Regions from separate parts of the Sus scrofa genome. Here all the other regions are linked to region 2. A link is a contact called in public HiChIP or PLAC-seq and promoter capture Hi-C data. All regions are on one chromosome and are shown on one strand. Each heading gives the region's core, a stretch centred on a gene start, on an enhancer-like site or on the middle of the called end of the contact. The rest is flanking DNA. Distances are from core to core; before and after follow the strand shown. Region 1 holds the start of LOC110261478 (histone H1.1). Region 2 holds the start of LOC110261671 (histone H2B type 1-H-like). Region 3 holds the start of HMGN4 (high mobility group nucleosome-binding domain-containing protein 4).

Evidence for each region. Promoter capture Hi-C pulls out the DNA fragments that hold promoters and counts their contacts. HiChIP or PLAC-seq counts read pairs in DNA pulled down with a chosen protein or histone mark.
Region 1: a contact with region 2 is called in an H3K27ac HiChIP or PLAC-seq map of skeletal muscle, with 13 times the contacts expected there. The contact joins the promoter of LOC110261478 here to the promoter of LOC110261671 in region 2. A contact is called at or near these places in 8 of 47 Hi-C or Micro-C datasets (alveolar macrophages, blood, differentiating spermatogonia and 5 more) and 1 of 2 datasets of contacts at active chromatin or transcription factors (skeletal muscle).
Region 3: a promoter capture Hi-C map of fetal liver shows a contact between it and region 2, with 6 times the contacts expected there. The contact joins the promoter of HMGN4 here to the promoter of LOC110261671 in region 2. A contact is called at or near these places in 2 of 5 promoter capture datasets (fetal liver and fetal skeletal muscle), 2 of 47 Hi-C or Micro-C datasets (embryonic fibroblasts and liver) and 1 of 2 datasets of contacts at active chromatin or transcription factors (skeletal muscle).

The regions. Positions count from the first base shown.
Region 1 is chr7:20,716,424-20,719,517 of Sscrofa11.1, forward strand. LOC110261478 (histone H1.1) reads right to left here and starts at 1,493. Exons shown (of 2, transcript XM_021098429.1): 1 at 880-1,493; 2 at 700-877. The coding sequence starts at 1,420. The coding sequence ends at 765.
Region 2 is chr7:21,581,139-21,583,848 of Sscrofa11.1, forward strand. It overlaps LOC110261671 (histone H2B type 1-H-like), which reads right to left and starts at 1,384. Exons shown (of 2, transcript XM_021099844.1): 1 at 1,147-1,384; 2 at 905-1,144. The coding sequence starts at 1,336. The coding sequence ends at 957. It overlaps LOC100157763 (histone H2A type 1-H), which reads left to right and starts at 1,597. Exons shown (of 1, transcript XM_001928557.5): 1 at 1,597-2,414. The coding sequence starts at 1,649. The coding sequence ends at 2,035.
Region 3 is chr7:20,997,560-21,000,632 of Sscrofa11.1, forward strand. HMGN4 (high mobility group nucleosome-binding domain-containing protein 4) reads left to right here and starts at 1,354. Exons shown (of 2, transcript XM_001928253.7): 1 at 1,354-1,538. TRNAR-ACG (a tRNA gene) reads left to right here and starts at 433; the gene lies at 433-505. TRNAV-CAC (a tRNA gene) reads left to right here and starts at 1,073; the gene lies at 1,073-1,145.

The DNA of each region.
Region 1 (3,094 bases), core at 243-2,742, 860 kb before region 2:
AATTCCAGTGCAGCCAATATCCTTTGTCCTGACGCATGGCAGGAAACTAGCTGACAACCTGCAAATCGACCCAAGGTTAAGTCGCGGAGCCAGAACGACTTGCAAGGTCAGAGCTCCGCCTGATGGTGCGGTAGCTGTGCGAGGCCTACCTGCTGAGCTCGAGACACCAATCTGAGCGCCTGGCAGGCCAGAGGGTCTCCATCATCCCTAAGGTCAGACAGCTCCCCAGCCACACCCTGTAGTGTTAAGCCTTAAGTTTCACTGGTTACAATTTTTCACAGGGCCACCCCATTTTGTAAAATGCCGATTTAGCAATATCACCCTAGAATGTAATGCCCCCAGAAATCTCAAGAGAACACTCAGGAATTGTAGGGACAAACCAGCATATAGTATAAGGACCCAGCCCGAGCCACAGGTTCAAACACAGCTACAGGTAATTACCACGGAAAACCGATATGAGGAGACCTGGACAGGCCCCCAACATTCCCCCAGGTATTTATGTAAAGATGCCCAAGATTCAGGCAAAAGAGCTCCTGAGCCTCTGCTGGGAGACCAGAAAACGCTAGTTTCTTCAGTAGTTAACTTAGGACCCCACAGCAAAGTTTACCCTGAGCCTCTACATTGTGGGACAAACACAGCCTTAGAAACGCTGCATTTGCAAAGACTGCAGTTTGTAAGGTTTCTCTGTACTAAAGCTCTTTCTTTGAAATAAGTTGGTGGCTCTTAAAAGAGCCGTTGGGTTACTGAAGATTCCAACCGGAACTTTACTTCTTCTTGGGTGCTGCCTTCTTGGGCTTCGTGGCAGTCTTTGGCTTGGTCACCTTTGCCTTGGCAGCTTTGGGTTTCACAGCCTTGGCTTTGGCAGGGCTCTTAGCCACTTTTTAGGCTTCACAGCCTTGGGCTTCTTGGGACTCTTGGAAGGCTTCTTCGCTACCGCTGGCTTTTTAGCCTTTTTCGGAGTCTTGACAGCCTTCTTAGCAGCAGCCGCCCCGGTGGCCTTCTTGGGCTTCTTAGAAGCACTAGTTGCCTTAGCTTTCGCTGCCACTTTTGTGGCGCTGGGCTTGGCTTCCACAGAGGCCACTTTCTTGTTGAGTTTGAAAGAACCGGAGGCGCCGGTACCCTTGGTCTGCACTAGGGTGCCTTTGCTCACCAGGCTCTTGAGACCCAGCTTGATGCGGCTGTTGTTCTTCTCCACATCGTAGCCGGCAGCCGCCAGTGCCTTCTTGAGCGCAGCCAGGGACACGCCGCTGCGCTCCTTAGAGGAGGAAACGGCCTGCACGATCAGCTCCGAAACTGAAGGACCCGCAGGCTTTTTCTTCGCAGCTGCTACAGCTTTCGCAGGCTTCTTCGTCTTTTTGCCAGCCGAAGGCTTCTCCGGAGGAGTGGAAGCAGCCGGGGCGGGCGGCGCGGTCTCGGACATGGTGAGAGCAGAACAAGAATAGGAAAACAGCTAGGACCTGACAAAGCAGTAAGACAGCACGAGCCCGGACGCGCGGTATTTATAGGGCGGGGCCGCGCTGTGATTGGTGCGCGCCGGCGCCCGCCCCCGGCACCCTAGCGCCCCCTGCGTTCCCCCCAGGGTCTCAGAAGGCAGTCGCCGGCACCTGAACCCTATGGTCCCGCTTCCCTGGCGCTGGCACTGAGGCGCCCAACAACAAACCCTCCACCCTTCTCGCCGGTTGCCTCGTGGAGACAAATACTAGGCAAGGGAGAGTACGGCTTTGCTGCCCATTACCATCAGAGGGTGCTGTTTCCCTTTTAAAAAATGCAGGGTTTATTTGCAGGTCGGGGCGCTGTAAGGCAATCACGTAAGAATCAAAGAGTTTCACCTGAGCCTTCACCTCTAGGAAGCAAGGTCAGGGACATTCGTTCCTAACTGCAATAAATGCAAAAGGTTGGGAGGGAGAGGAAATCGAGGGGTTGGAGGCCTGATCTGCAGGTTCGAGACAAGTTCTCATTGATGCCACTGCCTTTCCTGGCAGCTCTGAACAGTGATGTGTGGTAAAGACCGGAGGCACTGGCGCTCTTGGTCCGCACCAGGATGCATTATGTATTTGGGGCAAAAGAATTTGAAAAACAGAGGAACTGGCTAACACCGCAATTAGCATTAAAGTTGCGCCTATGGAAAACATAGCATGCAAACAGTTTCTGTTAATTGCAGTTTGTTCCTGCAGCCCAATGGGCTTAGCGAACTTTCAATGCCTTTTCATACTCACAACATAGCCCAACCTCAAAACCTAACGCATGATGGGCGCAAGCAAGCTGTGGGTGAACTAAACTGTTCTCAGACATTGCTCGTGGGGAGGTGTTGGGGGAGGGGAGATGGGGATAAATTGCCTTAGTTTGAAAGCAAGAGGGTCGGGCCCAAGGTATAATGTTAAGGCCATCTCCCTTTAATTTGTTTGTGGCTGTAAAATTGTTAATGATGCTAAAATGATTTCATATTACTAATCAAACTACTGAGAGAATAAAATGCCTCTCTCACAATTCGGCCCTGGGCAGTCGCCTAGGACCAGGGCAAATGAAGTAGTGACGTGTAATTCCCGCGCGCGTGCGCGCGCGCGCGACTGCGGTTTTCAAACAAGTCCGCACTAGCCTGAGTAACTTGAGCCTCCCTGGTTTTCCTCAACATAAGAGCTCTACGTTAATGCTTCCATAAGCCTTTGATGTGTTTTCTCTAATAGTTTTTTCATTCTCTTGAGAGTCTTGTTTACAAAATGTATCGTGCAATTTCTAAGAATTTGGAAGAGAACAATTGGAGCTATGATTCTTAGTTTAAAGGACAGTTATAACAGACATACAATCTTTCTCCAAGAGGAAGGTTACATAAGTAAATACTTCTGGAAAAGAACAAGCATTTCTTAGAGGAATGTGGCATTTAATCAAACATAGCTTTTAAAAAGGAAATACTGTATTCACGAATTTCTTTAAATGATTTGTACCTACTGTATCTATTGGGTTTAACAGGCATCAAAAGAAATGGAAAGGCTTCATGCAAATGAAGGATGCTAGTTCTGCTTCCTTAATGGCTAGTCGGTATAATGGGCTCAACCAATCAAAATATAGACTCTGGGCTACCGGTTCTTAACTTTAA
Region 2 (2,710 bases), core at 134-2,633:
ATCAGACTAATGTCCTAGAGAACCATCTGACTGGAGTCTGGATGCTAGTTTCTTTTGGGGGGTTTCGGGGAAGGAGGCCAGGCCAGGAATGGAATACCACAGCAGTAATCAGATCCAGAGCAGTGACAATGCTTGATCCTTAGCCAGCTGAGCCACCACAGAATTCTATGTATTTTCAACATAGCAAGGCCGAGGCAAGGCAGGGAAGGACTAGGGTAATGGTGATTCTAAGCGTCACGGTAAGGTGCTGTGTGACATCCAGAGCATCACCAAGCCCATTAGGTTCCTTGCCCGCAGCGATGGAGTCAAGAGCACCTGGTTCCCTCTAGATATCCACCAGGCGCTGAGATTTTTTTTAAGACACCGTGATCCTGACGGCGTTAACCTACTTAAATACGCCAAGCCGAAGACTGCCTGGCTATGGACTTTGTTCCCTGAAGCACCAGAGCCAAACCCTCTATGCCCTTAGCGGCGATTCCCCTGTATCTTATATTTCCGTCAACTTGTAAAGGCTCTTTTCACGAATACTTATTTGTCTCTTAAGGAGTTAGAAAGCTCTTCAGATCACATCTTGTAGCTGGATCACTTGTTCTTTAGTTCCTGCATTTTCACAGGGCATTGTGACCTGCTGCAAAATGATGAGGGGAAGGACTGCAGTGTACAAGTTTGTAGTACCTGTACACGTAGACAGCAGAAGTCGAAAATTATAGGCTTCCAGGTGCCACTTACAGAAGGTACTAAAAATCATTTGAATCTAGGGGACTCGAGTTCCTTCCCTGAACACCTGTCAGATAAACCGCAAGTTTGGGGCAAGTGTTATTTTCAATTACCACCCAGAGCCCTACGCACTTCACCCCGCCCCTCCAAGAGACAGACAAAGCACCACAGCTCTTTTTTGAAAAAGGTTAGGTGGCTCTGAAAAGAGCCTTTGGGTTTGACACTGCCTACGAACACATTTACTTGGAGCTGGTGTACTTGGTGACAGCCTTGGTGCCCTCGGACACGGCGTGCTTGGCCAACTCCCCGGGCAGCAGCAGGCGCACGGCCGTCTGGATCTCCCGGGACGTGATGGTCGAGCGCTTGTTGTAATGCGCCAGCCGCGAGGCCTCGCCCGCGATACGCTCAAAGATGTCGTTGACGAAGAGTTCATGATGCCCATGGCCTTGGACGAGATGCCGGTGTCGGGGTGGACCTGCTTCAGCACCTTGTACACGTACACCGAGTAGCTCTCCTTGCGGCTGCGCTTGCGCTTCTTGCCGTCCTTTTTCTGCGCCTTAGTCACGGCTTTCTTGGAGCCTTTTTTGGGGGCAGGAGCGGACTTAGCTGGATCAGGCATGATGAAGTCTGGCGTTCGATGTAAAATGAACAGCCGAAGGCCAGAGAGGCGCCTCTTTAAGGGCTAGGGTTTATGCAAATGAGGTGGAAACAAGCTTTCTGGCGATTGGCTGTTACTCTCCACTGACCTCACAGATCTGTTTTACCCAATCAAGGAACGCATCCTATCTAGTCGTGTTTCCATTGGTCAAAACGAAAGTGAAACGTTAGCCAATCGTACAGCTTCCTTTTCGCGCCCTGCAGTGGCTATAAACTGTGGTTTCGGGACCTCAGACTCAGTCATCTTTGACAACTGCTGTTCAGTCTCCCAGTTATGTCTGGACGAGGAAAGCAAGGGGGTAAAGCTCGCGCCAAGGCCAAAACCCGGTCCTCACGGGCTGGCCTTCAGTTTCCGGTGGGCCGAGTGCACCGCCTGCTTCGTAAAGGCAACTATGCTGAACGGGTCGGCGCAGGTGCTCCGGTGTACCTGGCGGCGGTGCTGGAGTATCTGACCGCAGAAATCCTAGAGCTGGCGGGCAACGCAGCTCGTGACAACAAGAAGACACGCATCATCCCGCGTCACCTACAGCTGGCCATCCGCAACGACGAGGAACTCAACAAGCTGCTGGGCAAAGTTACCATCGCTCAGGGCGGTGTCCTGCCCAACATCCAGGCCGTGCTGTTGCCCAAGAAGACCGAGAGCCACCACAAAGCCAAATAAGTACTCGGCATAAAAACAACAAAACAAAAGGCTCTTTTCAGAGCCACTTCTATCATCATAAAAAGGTGACACTTGCATTTCCAATTAGCTTACCTCTTGTATTTAGCAGCCCTTGTCAACAAAATGACATTTGTGTTAGACTAGTTCAAAGGCCAATGAATCTGCAAGATTCTAGACTGACTCATGATTTAATATTGAGATGTCAAGAGTATTCTAAACTTGGTTGAAACAACGACGGTATTGGATGCTGTTAAGCTCATTCTAAGAATAATGATGAAGACAGTTGTTATTTCAAGAAATGCAGGCACAAAGTAGTGCATTTGTTTTCAATAAATTCTTATGACACGTGTCATTCGTTAAAGATACAATGTTAATAAAACACCACTTATCCCAAAGAAAATCTAACAGGGAGAAACCAAAACAAGGTGCAATGTAGCAAGAGATAAGCACAGGAATATAAAGGGAGCATAGAGGGGTAAATTCTGAGGTAACAGCTTGTTTGAGGATTAAAGGAAATTGGGAAGTAGAGGAAACTGCAGAGATTGCAGCAGAGAATAGGCATCACCAAACTCATGGCTTGTAAGTGCAGGCAAATAACAAAGTTCAATATTGGCAAATAAGGCAGAGAGAGCTGTAGGACACTTCATTGCTAATGCTAGTGTGTGGTGTGTGTGT
Region 3 (3,073 bases), core at 104-2,603, 580 kb before region 2:
AAAAAAATTTTATTTTATTTATATTACTCAATGAATTTATTACATTTGTAGTTGTATAATGCATTTCCATCCCAAACCTCCAGCATCCCCCTACCCAAATCTATTTTCTTGACAGTTGTATTTCCGGTACCTTGAATGGTAATATCGGTTGAATGAATGAATTATTGAATGGGGGTGATACTGAGGCCGAGAGAGTGCCAGGCTTGCCTCCTACCGCCATTTTTCGGTTGGTTCAGACACACTGAGACAGGACTACAGACACTGGGGGACGCGCGTGCAAGCAAAGTGGCTGCCTGGGAGTCCACGCGCTGCAAGTCTGAACTAGCTAGGACAACGCAACTTGCAGGCCCAGGCGCAGACCGCACCGCGTGAAGCAGCGCCGCCGCCTTGTTTCTGATGAAGGCATGCCCGCCTGAAAAGTGTACACACGCCGGGCCAGTGGCGCAATGGATAACGCGTCTGACTACGGATCAGAAGATTCCAGGTTCGACTCCTGGCTGGCTCGATGTGCGTGGTTACTTTTTACTTACCTCCTCTGCCTACCGCTGAGACGTTCGATCAAGTTAGGAAATCCTTATAAAGTGAGGTGTGCCTGGAAGTCTCGGGAGCGAGAAAGCGCCAGTTTTAACCGCAACGGGAGACGTCACTCCTTAGCAGAGCAATTCCGCGTACGGCCATGAGGTGGCGCCAGCGGGAGAAATGCGCGCGGGCCGGGTGTCACGCCCAGCTTCGCCAGTCCATTCTAACTAAAGGTAACATAGTAAACAAAGGGAAAGAAATTAAAATCTAGTTCAGACTGAGAAATGGTAGTGAAGGGGTTAAAGTCGCATTCGTTCTCCCCTATCCAGCCATTTCCGGAATAAATTATTAAGAACTCGGCTCCAGATCTATGCGCCCTACGGGCTTGGCTTTCGCATTTAATTGGCTTCTCTGATTTAGGAGAATGGTACACAGACGCCAAGTGCACGTTAACGACGGAGATTTACAGGAACGGAGCAAATGGGCAGCGGAGGCATGGGGGTGGGGAGTTCCGTAGAATGAACTACCAGTCGGGGAAAACCATCACCGCAAGGTTTCCGTAGTGTAGTGGTTATCACGTTCGCCTCACACGCGAAAGGTCCCCGGTTCGAAACCGGGCGGAAACAAACGTTTTTCTACCACCATACATTTCCTTTAAACCATTTATTTGAAAAAATCATAAATACGTTTCCCTCCTTTTCTTATCTCACTTGTCCCGGCCTGTGGTGCTGTGGCGACACTATTCAAAGTAGGTCCGGAGTCTGCGGCCCCCGGAGGCGGACACTAGTATCACGAGGGGAGAACCGGGCTGTCCCCGACTGCGACGCGAGGTGGCCCGACGCCCGCAGCCCCGGAAGCGCATCCCCGCCTTGCCTTGCCTTCCTGTTCCCGGCTGTGCCGGGCTCCGGGCGTCTCTCCACGATCGCAGGGTTCACGCCGGCCCTGCCCCAGCCGAGGGCACCTGCGCAGCAGGCCGGCAGTCGGGAGCCCCGCGCCGCTCGGACGGCCGCGAGACTCGGGTAAGCACCTCGGAAGGAGGCCTTTGCGAGCGTCTCCGGAAAATGGGGGGAGTGCGGCCGCCCTGCCTAGATTCGGGACCCTCCTGCAATCCGGCCCTCGTAGTGATGAGGTCACCTAGGGTCCCCCCCACCTCCGCCTTGCCTCCCATTCTCAAGAATAGCGGAATTCGGGAGGGGAGGGTCATTACAGGCCCTGCTGGAGTGAGAAGTCTCCAGGGAAGCTCTAGGGCAGAAAAAGGAGAAGCAAGAAGAGGATTTGAAAGCATAGGGCCCGCAGGGCTGTGGCCCTGAATAGGTCTGCCACTGGCCTGGGCTCTTTCTCCCCTCTCCTCTCCATCTTAGGCGGCCTCACCTCTGAGAATCCCCTCCTCAGTGGCCACCGAAGGGCTGAGCTTTCCACCACTTGGGCCTTCTGCTCTCCCTGTCAAAAAGAAAAAAGCATCCCAAAGTTAAGAAATAGACCAACTGTTGCATATTGCCTTGAGTCTTGAGAAAAGTCCCTGGCAATACCTGTTTTAAATCAGGACTTGGGCCCTGGTGTTTGGCCTCGTACCTCTGTTTCTGACATGGCCTGCTTCAGTGTTAATGGAAGAAAAACATTATACAATTTGTATAAAATTATATGTATGTAACACCATACAGCTTCAACATAGCCTCTAGATTTTCTTCTTAGGTGTATTATTATTACTGTTGTTGTTACTGTTTCTAAGGGTAACCAAGCCTAGTCTCTCAGATGGCAATGTTCCAGATTCCCTCAAATGACTGATATGAATGTGATGTTTTTATAACCATAAGACAAGTAAGAGCAATACTTACGTAATGAACTGTTTTCCTGGTTTTTTTTTTCTTTCTTTCTTTCTTTTTTAAACAGGCAACTTGTATAAGCATCCCTTCCCCAGCCCTGTCACTCCCTCATTTTCATACTTTCTCTGAAAGACACATGCTTTTGTCATCTTGTTGTTTCCCTTCTTAACAAGGCAATAAGTTGGACAGGTGCTCGATGCAAATTTGTCTAAGACATTTCCATTTAAAAACCCCTCTATACCACTCAGAAATACATGTGAGTTCATATGGTGCCTTCCAGGAGCAAGGGTCTCAGGGTCCTGGAGGTGTTGGGTTTTGTCCTCTCCATCTTTCTCTGAGGCCAAACCACAGGAATACTTTTTTTTTTTTTCCCCTTACCCAAGGCTGTTTATTTCTGTGCAAAACCATGTTTCTCTTTTGTACAAAGAGCACCCCACCGTTACCTCTCCCTCTCTGCACATGTCAGTGCCCTAGGCCTGAGAGGCATTCCCCCAGGAGGGGGCTGAAGTAAGGCCCCACCCATCAGCCCTTACTCTCCCTGCTCCCGCTCAGGAGACAAGCAGACTCAAGATGAAAGAGAAAAAAACCATGGGAAAAAGATTTTGAGAGTTCCCGCTGTGGCACAGTGGGTAAGGACCACAGCCGTGGTGTAGGTCACAGTTGTGACTGGAATTCAGTCCCTGGCCAGGTAACTTCCATATGCTGCAGGTGCAGCCATTAAAAAAATAAAA